Regions from separate parts of the Hordeum vulgare genome. Here region 1 is linked to region 2. Evidence: chromatin contacts called from public Hi-C data. All regions are on one chromosome and are shown on one strand. Each heading gives the region's core, a stretch centred on a gene start, on an enhancer-like site or on the middle of the called end of the contact. The rest is flanking DNA. Distances are from core to core; before and after follow the strand shown.

Region 1 (5,163 bases), core at 802-3,301, 55 kb after region 2:
CCACCTCTTCATCCAAATCCGATGAATCAAAGAACTCATCTTGAATCAATTGATCAAGCTCCGTCGGTCCATACTCCTCGCCGAACGAAGCATCGAAATCCATTGCTTCCCCTAAAAATTTAAGAAAAATATTCGATCTGACATTGTGTCGAACACATCCAGCGTAAGGCAGAGCCAAAGAGTTCTCAGACGCACCGTAGTGTCTTCCAGTCCGGTGAATATGTCCTCCGCAGCGAGGACGGGACATAATACTCCTCTGATGGAGCTGGCGGGGCAGAGGCTAGGAACGATGACGGAGCGTGCGTGGCGGCGCGGAGGAGGAATAAGAGAGGAAAGAGCAAATGGATCAGGCAGTTCTGCCGGGTGGATTTGATGCAATTTGCAGTGGGGTCAGGATGTCGGGTCCGACATGGCGGACGTGCCCGGACGCGCCCGGGCTCCCCCATATCTGCCACATATTTGGGTTAGATATGAGGGGTGTCGGTCAGCCCAAGCGTTTGAGGCCCGTTTGAGGCGTCCGGTTGGGTCGAATTTTTGTGACCGGTCAATGATCGGATGGTCTGTCCGGACGTTTGAGACGGGTATGAGTGGTCCAGTTGTAAATCCTCTTAGTAAGTTATAGCAACTTTGTACTAAATATACACAAATTAATATGACTCGAAGGGAGTAATATTTTTTGGATTTATTCAAGTTCTTCAACACTATCTTTTCAACGGCATGGCATACCTCTCAACCGTCAAGCGTTGTGGCGACTTTGTCTCTTTGCCACCTCAATCTTCGAACATAATGCAAACACGCTTATATATGCATACATACATACACTAATTACTATGAACACATGGACACACATTTTATTCATGTGACCACATTCAAAAGACCGAGCTGACATATCTATTTAAGATTGGCGAAGTCGTCATAGACGCATTCATATTCAACGAGAACATCTTCTTCTACTGAACACACATCGCTAGAAGGTCCGAACTATATTCATAAAAAATGTGAAATCAATGTCAAGTCTAGAATTTAAACTTTGACGGGCTGAGGATACCACAGCCCTCCTAATCATAAAACCACAAGTTGGTTTGCCGTGAGCTTAATCTCTGAAAGTTGTTCGCAAGGACAGCAAATGTGCGCATATAGAGAAAACTTTGTGTGGGTATAAGCGTCTACCTTTATGCCCGGTGGCAAATCTTAAATGAAAATGAAGGGCAAAATTAACTTCCTAGTACAGGGTTGAAACGAGTACAACAAGCTAGACACTAGACAATGGATTCAGATGAGCTAGAAACTAGTAGTAAATCTTTGTTTTTTAATTTCAAAGGGCATGCATAAGCCTTTTGAAGCACGCCAAATAGAATCGTCACTGTTTGTGCCGTATTTGTGGGCCAATACGAAAGGAAAACTTCACCTAAAGATGACACAGCTCGCACACTCTCTCTCTAGAGCCATGCATCATGAACGTTGGATACCCCACAAACACATCAAAACCATCAAGTAAAAACATCATGGACTAAATTAAAAATTGGAAACCTCTTTTTTTGCGTGGTAAATTTGAAAACCTCAATTAACTTGGGGAGCTTCAAAATTATGGAGCTCAGTGAATTTTTTTTAGAGATAACGGAGAGGTGTGTGCGTGAAATACGGGAGCCTTGGACGGAATTTCTCGGGGAACATATCGCCACCGTTGGTGGAACACGAACTAACGGTGCGCAATTGCTCTGACGTTTTCCTTGTACCAGACGTTGTGATAGGAAGCGTGCTTCACAAATGTAAATCAGCGCATCACGACACGTAGCAACCCCAACAATACATAACCTTTGTAGGTAGGCGCCTCACGCGTCGCGTCTCCTTGCCCCGTACGTACCCCCCATCCACCTAAAAATTAACCGAGAGAGAGAGACCGCGCGCTCGCTGCCCCGCGGGTCAAATCCAGGCCCGAATACGAGCTCAAAAACCACGTGCCTCCGTGACCACGGCCACGGCACCCGATATTCATCGCCAACACTCGACGACCTTTTCCCTGGATGGGGCCGTCGCGGACGGAGACCTCACCGCTCCACCCGTCCGGTCGTGCCCACGACTAGAAGAACCCAGTGAGCTGCTACCCCCTCCATCCCCCCCACGTTTTCCATGCCCGGCCGTGCCCGGCCCGCCGGGTCCTTGTCGTCCCACCTCGCCGTTTATCACGAAGAGCTGATCCATTTTAAAAGGACAGAGGCGCCCGGCAGCCAGAAAAGTGCACTGGAGTTGTTTGTCGGAGGCAGGCTAGCGAGCGAAGGAAGGAGCGAGGAAGCTAGGTGCGGTGGTTTGTTGTGCATGGAAGGGGCGGGGAGCGGCTGCAAGATGGGAGGAGGAGAGGGGATGTCCGGCCGTGCCGGTGCTGGTGCCGCCGCGGCGGCCAAGGAGAAGTCCGGCTTCGCCGCCACCTGCAGCCTCCTGAGCCGCTACATGAAGGAGAAGAAGGGCGGCGCTCTGCAGGGCCTCGTTGGCCTCGACATGGCGCCGCCGGCCGCCGTCGTCGTAGGAGGAGGTACGCCGTGACGTGCTCTGTCTTATAGAAAGAACAGGGGATGTTTGTCTGCTGACTGGTCATCTGTTTCATGCATTTAGTTAGCAGCAAAGTTCTTACAAGATGTAGTACACGGCTGTTCATCTTAATTTGCAGGAGCTTTCCAGCCGCCCACCACCATGAACCTGTTGTCGGGGCTGGAGGAGCCGAACACAGCGGGCGTGGAGCTCGCACTCGAGAAATCTAGTGTTGGACAGCTTCTCAAGGCCCCAACTGACAACCAAGATGCGAGAGAGGATGCGCACCAGCTCACCATCTTCTATGGAGGAAAAGTGGTCGTGGTTGACAACTTCCCATCCACCAAGGTCAACGGATTGCTCCAGATGGCCAACGGCGCCGGCGACGCCGGAGACAAGGCCGGGAGCAGCAGCCTCGTTCAGCGGAGCCCTCCCCAGCCTGCACACAACACTCTCCCTGGTACTAATTCTCGTGACCTCTTTTGCCGTTCTACGGTGACAGTATACAGTACATGCAGATGAAGAGATTGTTTCATAGTTTCATGAAAATTTCCGTATGAAATCCTTATCGCTGACGGAGCTCCAACATTTTTGCTGGGTTGCAGATCTGCCTATAGCGAGGAGGAACTCACTCCACAGGTTTCTCGAGAAAAGGAAGGGCAGGTACCTGACCGAGCTGTTTTTCGAAAAAATTCCTCAAGGAAGACGGTGAAAATTTCTTCAAAAGTTGCTACATGTATGTACGACCCTAACATTTTGTGCTCATTTACCCCAGGATAGTGGCGAAGGCGCCTTACCAAATTAGCAGCTCATCGGCGGCTCCGTCCAAGCAAGCTAATGGTGACAACGCCTGGCTGGGGCTAGGCCAGGAAGTGACAAATTGACAGTGCAAGAAAGAGACATGATGAACACTTGACTTGGCTCCAAATCTATAGGGCAATTGATCTACGGGGAGCGTGGATGTTACTACTAGTATTGGTAGTTTACTCGTAGCTTTGAAGCGACAATAATCGGGTGTTGGTTATTCATTTCTAGTAACAATTACTATAGTAGATACTACGTATTTAAGCATATGCCGTCTGTTCGCACCATTGTTTGCTGCTGGAGCTGTTATGCTCACGGCAGTTTGGCAGGCTATAGGTCTACTAGGACTACTGTCATGGTCATTTTATTGCGAGTTTGCAACATATTACAGATGGTTTGCCTTCCTCAACATGTCACTGAAAGTTGTAATTGTCACTGATTCATGCTGCACTCTTTTCCCTGCTTACGTTGGCTGCTCAGTTTTTGAGGATTTGTGTGTATAGCAGAAGATATTATTTCAGATTTCATAAAAATATGTTGTTTGAGATGATCCTTTCAGTTTGATTGAACTTGTGCTTTCAAAAAAGCCGTGTTTATTTGCTAATGAAAAACATTGTTCATGGATCAAGGATGATCAGATCATTAAAGTGGTGCTAATGCTCAGCAAAACCACAACACATTATTGGAATACAAAAAAATGCAAAGCTTAGGGCAACTCCAACGTGGGTCATCAAACAGACGAAGCCAAATGTCCGCTAGCTCAGTTTTTTTTTTCATGCCCGGAGTATTGAAAAAAAATGAAAGATAAATAGCACAATGTTTGATAATTGAATGATAAATACTTCAATACAACAATAAATTAAATCTAATTATTACTTAAGATGTTCTACTAACTTTTTCTGATTTGATTGTATATAATATGTTTATTGTGCTAATTCAGTCATCTAAATCTGTATATAGTCCATATTAAAATATCCAAAATATCTTATATTTGTAAACGAAGGGAGTACAGTCCAAACATAAAGTTTTGTAAAATAGTTCAAGTTTGGATTCAATTTATTTGGACACATGTTCTAGTTATCCATATGAAATGCTCGTATATGCTCATATATGCTCAATCGCATCATTATGAAGCTATTCATGAGTTCCTCGATGACAAGTCTGCTGATGCATGTGTGGAAAAAGAAAGTCCTCAAACGTCATCGAATTTTATTTTGGAAGTTGGATAGGGATCACCAGTCCCTTGAAATTACAGACCTTGTCGAATTCTCTTATCCTCTTTCTCCATGATTATGTTGTGAATGATCACATAAGTTGTCATCACCTCCCACCACGTCTCTCCATCTCATAGTTTAGCAGGCCCGCTAGCAACTGTAAAACAGGCTAGGAGCACTCAAATGCTCTATGCATGCCGTTTTTAACTCCTTGTTTGTGGGCAAATACTTTTTTGTTACCCCTTGGCTTAGAGATGGTCTTAATGAAGGTTTCCCATGGGGGTAGATATCGTCACAAAGATATTATCCCATGGTGTAATTATGACCATGGATGGTGTAGTTGCATGCATGAGTTTCGCCTGCACACAACCTTGCAAACAACAAAGACCACCACAGCATGTTGGTGTCCTTGTGAGACACATGCATGTCAAAGAAAGATTGCCAATTTGAGAGATCAAATGCAACTCCTTCAAGAGTAATGGTGGGATTTTGCACCCGTTGAGCATATGGACAATTCTTCCATTTGGAGTGCAAACAATTTATTGATCCAAGCATACCTGGGAACCCTCTTGATTCTTCAAGTGTTGTACGTCTTGTTATGTTTGTGACATTCGGTTCT
Region 2 (4,972 bases), core at 186-2,685:
CAACCGCGCCCACGTTGGTGACGAAGTCCTCCTGCCCGACGACTCCGCGGCGGCCGAGCTCCTTGGGCTCCTCCTTAACGGCGACGACGTCCTCCGGCTCCTCCGACCACTGCCTCTTCACGAGGAGAAGGCCGTAAGAGAAGGAGCTACCGGCGTAGGACGAGCCCGGAGCCGAGGACGGCGTACGACCATGCCGACGGTCGTACTCCTCCGTCTCCCGGACGAGGAAGCTCAGAGGTGACGAGAGGCCGCGGTTGGTCCACCTCTTTGCCCCGCGCTTCCTCGCGGCGTCGGAGCGGACGCGCCGCTCGCGCTCTGGGTCGTTGCCGCCGCCGGATCTGCTGCCGGAGCCGCGTTCGGAGCTCCACATGGCGGCTGGAGGCGGAATGTGGTCGCCGGCGGCGAGAAATGTGGAGAAGGAGGGTGGGGAATTGCGTGGCTCGGCGGCGGCGGGGATAGGGTTTCGACCCGCAAACACGTTGCGGAACCGTAGATATAGTGGTCGAGGCGTGCGTTTTGCGGTCCGTGGTAAAAAAATTTACTGGCCGGGCGAGTATGCGGGCTCTGTTCTGACCGAAGAAATAGGCCTAACCCGCATACTCGCCGGAACTTTACTGGTTTGTCTCTTTTGCGGGGTCTGCTAGAGTTGCTCAGATATGCTCTAACAACGTGCTTGAAGTTGAATCCAGTTGCTTCTAACCACCTCGCACCACCCAATCCACATTTAGGATCTGGAAAAATTGTTTCAGTTGCAAAATGGCTGCACGAAATCTGCCTCAAGTAACAAGATATAAAAGGACGTGATGTCTCTTTCTTTATCTTTGCTTCTGTTGACATCCACTATGAATCTAGGTTGGCACGCCTCGTGGAACATGTGGCTACAGTTCCGTTGCATCGGCGCCGAGCGGCTGATTTCACGGGCATGGCAACGTGTTAGCCCATTTGTGGTACATCACTTTCTTGGGAGCATGCATCTCTATCTTGATTGAGCACGACGACTGTGCTGCTGGGCTCATGTTCGGGCTCGTGAACCATGCATCTCTATATCTTGATTGAGTACCCCGCTGGAACGAATGATGTGATGCTAACGGGACTGTCGAGCCAGTAAGCTCCACCCGAAAAGTGCATGGATCACAGCAGACGTTACGTCTAACCGTTTGACAACGACGCGACTAACGCTAAATAAATAAGAAACACATGCTTAAGGGATGGAAAAAGATCCACGGCAAATTGGAAAACTGGCACGATCCAACTCCGGACTAGGCGCAAACCATCACGTAACGCAACCGTGCTAGCCACCCTTCCCATGGCCGCCGCGCACCACCGCATGGAAGGAAGAGATCATTCCGCGCATTTGCTCGGCTGGAAAGGCGCACGGACCGGCCTACTGGCATAGACACTCACGGATCGCGCGTGGTATCCGTGCGGCCGGCGAGGCGTGTCCATCGGTCGACAGGAGACCGGTCGGGAGGGGTGCGATGAGGTGATATGCATGCGTGTGCACCGTCAGGCTCCGTTTGAATTGGGTGTAAATTTATACTGTACATTCAGATTAAATCTACAAGCATATATTATCGGGCTAGTGTTATTTTCGTTTGAATTGAAAACGACTACGGAAGGTCGGTATTGATTACAGGGGTATTTACGAGCAAACCGACAATTCAAACGGGCCTCAGTGTTATTACCGTGACCAATAGTTGCACGTCCTTCCTGCAAAAAAACAAAAAAAAAACTGTTGCACATCGGTAAGTTCAAAAAGGAAAAAAAGAAAGCATGGCACATCCGTGTGGTGATGTGGTCACTGAGAGCATGGCTAATAGAAACGCTGGCTACCGGCTCTATATCGATGCCATGTAAGTAATATCCATCATTAAAGAAGTTTGGTGTAATAAGAGCATCTTCAGCCATGACTTCTAAGTTCGGACCCTCAAAACCACGGACGCGTCCGGTCAGTGACCGAACGTGTCCCTTATTTTGTCCTTCGTGAAGTTATATTTTTTATTTTTATTTTTTATATGGCAAACGGTCTGGTCACTTGCACGTGATTGGTGAAGAGGAAGAAAGAGAAAGAAAAAATGGTTTGGGGTGGGGTCGCGTCTTATGTGACGGACTGACCAGGCGTGTGTGGGCGCGTACGTGAACCCTCATACCCTCCCTCATATTTGAGATGGATATGAAGGTCCGCGGACAGCCCAGGCATATAGGGACGATACATGGGTCCGCTTGGGTCATTTTTTTTCCTTCTCTCTCCTGTCTGGTCAGTGATAGAACGCGTCCACCGACGTATGAGGGGTCATTTGGGACGTCCGGCTATAGATGTTCTAAGGCTGATTGTAATGGGAGTATCATATACTAGTATCATGCATATGATACTAGTGTATGATACTACATCCGTAATGCATAGTTCATTTATTGTGATGCATAAGATAGTTCATTTATTATCATAGCATGGTTCATTTATTGTCATGCACGGCACATAAGGCTGGCCATAGTGGGAGTAACTAAGGCTGCCCGTAATGGGAGTATCATAGGTAGTATCATGCATGCCAAGTAGGCAATTTCGATGAGGTGGCATAGAATTAAATGAAGAAAGAGAAGGTTGAGTATCATATCATGATACCGTATCATATTAAATGTTGTGCTACTTTGTGTTTCTTGCATGGCAATAAATGAACCAACGTATGATACTAACATATGATATTATGCATTACGGTTGTGGTATCATACAGTAGTATCATATGCATGATACTATCCTTTACAACCAGGCTAAGGTAGTATCATGTACTTGGGACTAGCAAACATGCTGATGTGGCAGATAATTAAAGAAGAAAGAGAGGGTTAGAGTAACATAGGTAGATACCATAATATGTTAAATGATATGCTACTATGTGTCATGCATGTCAATAAATAAGGTCATCTATGATACTACTTTATGATACTATGCACTATGAAGGTAGTATCATACAATAGTATCATATGCATGATACTACTATATGTTACTCCCCACTATGGCCAGCCTAATAGGACACCATTAAATATGATACGGTATCATAATATGATATTCAACCCTCTTTTTCTTCATTTAATTGTATGTTACCTTATCAAAATTGACTAGTTAGCATGCACGATACTAGTATATATGATAACACTATGATACTTTTATTATGGCCCGCCTAAGGTTGGCTCTATACGAACTGTTGGGTGGCCAGGGTAATCAATGTTTGCATCCATGGTAAGAAAAAAAACAGATGATTGAATGGTGAGACGCAAGGGATTGGGAGCAACGGAGCTGTTGTTGGCTTCTCGCTTCAAGCGGGCGAAACTTTCTCGCGTCTTGTGCTGCAACCGGTCGACTAGTGAAGAGCTCCTTTCCTTCTCTCTCCTGCCTTTACTCTCCTCCAGTTTAGAATTTTGCTGAAGTGGAATCCCTTATAACTTGTTGAATAGGACTATTATACTTTCTTTGAGCCTAATCTTGTGCACCGTATGGAGCTTCTTTCGGTAGCGGGATTTGACATTTTCACAACACATCTATTGTGAGAACTAAGCGAGATGTGACATTTTCACAACACATCTATTGTGAGAACTAAGCATAGCCCCCGTTTCGTTGCATTCAGTATCAACAGTGGATGTGTGAAAGTATGTCTTCGATGAATCTGCCTTTGGTGTATCTGCTTGGATATGGTTGTTGTTCGTCTATGTTTGTGTGTTTCTATGATACTCTTCTTCGACGATGGTTGCTATTCTGATGCGTTGGTCCTATGGGGCCTTAGCATGACGAATTTCCAGTTATCTACTACAACAAAGTTTTGCCTAACTTCGGTGATGACGGTGGCGCACCTTTGGGTCGCTTCAGTGTTTGTAATCGTTGATAGATGGTCTACATAAATGGATGTAATTTTTATTATTTCTGGTATTCGTTGTACTGACATGATTGAAGATAAATAGATTGAAATTTTTCTCACAAAAACATAAAATATCTATGAAATCACAAGGTCCGGGTTGAAAATATATTTTCTCTAGTCCATATTAAATGATGCTAGTTTAGAACATCTACAATCGGACGCCTCAAACGACCTCATACGCACAACGGATGGCCCGACCAAAAAAAGGCGACTTAGACGGGCACCTCAAAACGACCTGAAAATGCGTGGGCTGACCGACACCTCTTATATCCAGGCCAAAATGTGGGGTGGATATGGGGTGGCCTGGGTGTAGCCGGACGCGTCCATCACGCCAGACCCAATCCACGTTGGCCCGTCGAATCCCACATATATTCGTCCCCGTCCGCTCCCCGGACCAAACACTAATCATTCCACTCCACTCCGCCCCCAAGATTTCGCCCGACGATCTCCAACCTTCCTTGACATGGCGGACAACGGATCTGACTCCGACCAGTCCGGATCTATCAACTGGGTTGTTATCCCATGTGGGTTGTGGGATGTAATGGTCATCTGTATTGCACTCCGTCGCTCCTAGGAGGACTGCGCTCGACCAACAACTGGATCTCTCGGCACAAGTCCATTGTGTCGGCACATCGGGTGCTCGGATACAACAGGGCTGGATCATCATGGTCCTCCCAGGAGCCTTCTGATCTCCCTTTTCCCATCACCGGTCCGCCGAAGTATGAGTGCTACCGGGACCGGTGTGCCCGTTGTGAGAAGAAGTGCATGCGGATGTCCAAGTCCTGCCTCGTTGCCGACATGACGGCAACGGAGACAACACGTGTGATGTCGCAGAGAAGGAAGCCATCCGTGTCCGCATCTTAAAGAAGCGACAACAGACGAACATGCACACCCTCGCCCGAGAAGAGAATCTGGATTTTTGTGCCATGTTCGGCCTGTTTAAAAGGATCGAGATGGACCTATGGGGGTGAATAGGTATAATTACAAATTTTAATTGTTACTTCACAATTTTAGGCAATAATGCAGAATATGAGAGTGAGTCTAACAATTGCAAAGGTGATAAGGGG

What was found. Hi-C and Micro-C count contacts between places; a contact is called where the count stands out from the background.
Region 1: a contact with region 2 is called in a Hi-C map of leaf, with 2.9 times the contacts expected there. The contact joins the promoter of LOC123395447 here to the enhancer-like site in region 2. A contact is called at or near these places in 3 of 6 Hi-C or Micro-C datasets (leaf and seedling).

The regions. Positions count from the first base shown.
Region 1 is chr5H:432,314,635-432,319,797 of MorexV3_pseudomolecules_assembly, forward strand. It overlaps LOC123395447 (protein TIFY 10c-like), which reads left to right and starts at 2,052. Exons shown (of 4, transcript XM_045090451.1): 1 at 2,052-2,530; 2 at 2,666-2,986; 3 at 3,132-3,189; 4 at 3,302-3,880. The coding sequence starts at 2,131. The coding sequence ends at 3,410.
Region 2 is chr5H:432,260,201-432,265,172 of MorexV3_pseudomolecules_assembly, forward strand. No RefSeq gene overlaps it. Among protein-coding and RNA genes, the nearest start is that of LOC123395447, 54 kb to the right of the region's middle. Within about 2 kb of position 1,436, at least 3 of the 3 cell types and tissues checked have open chromatin away from gene starts, as enhancers often do. A contact at or near this core is called in leaf and seedling, where this site is marked.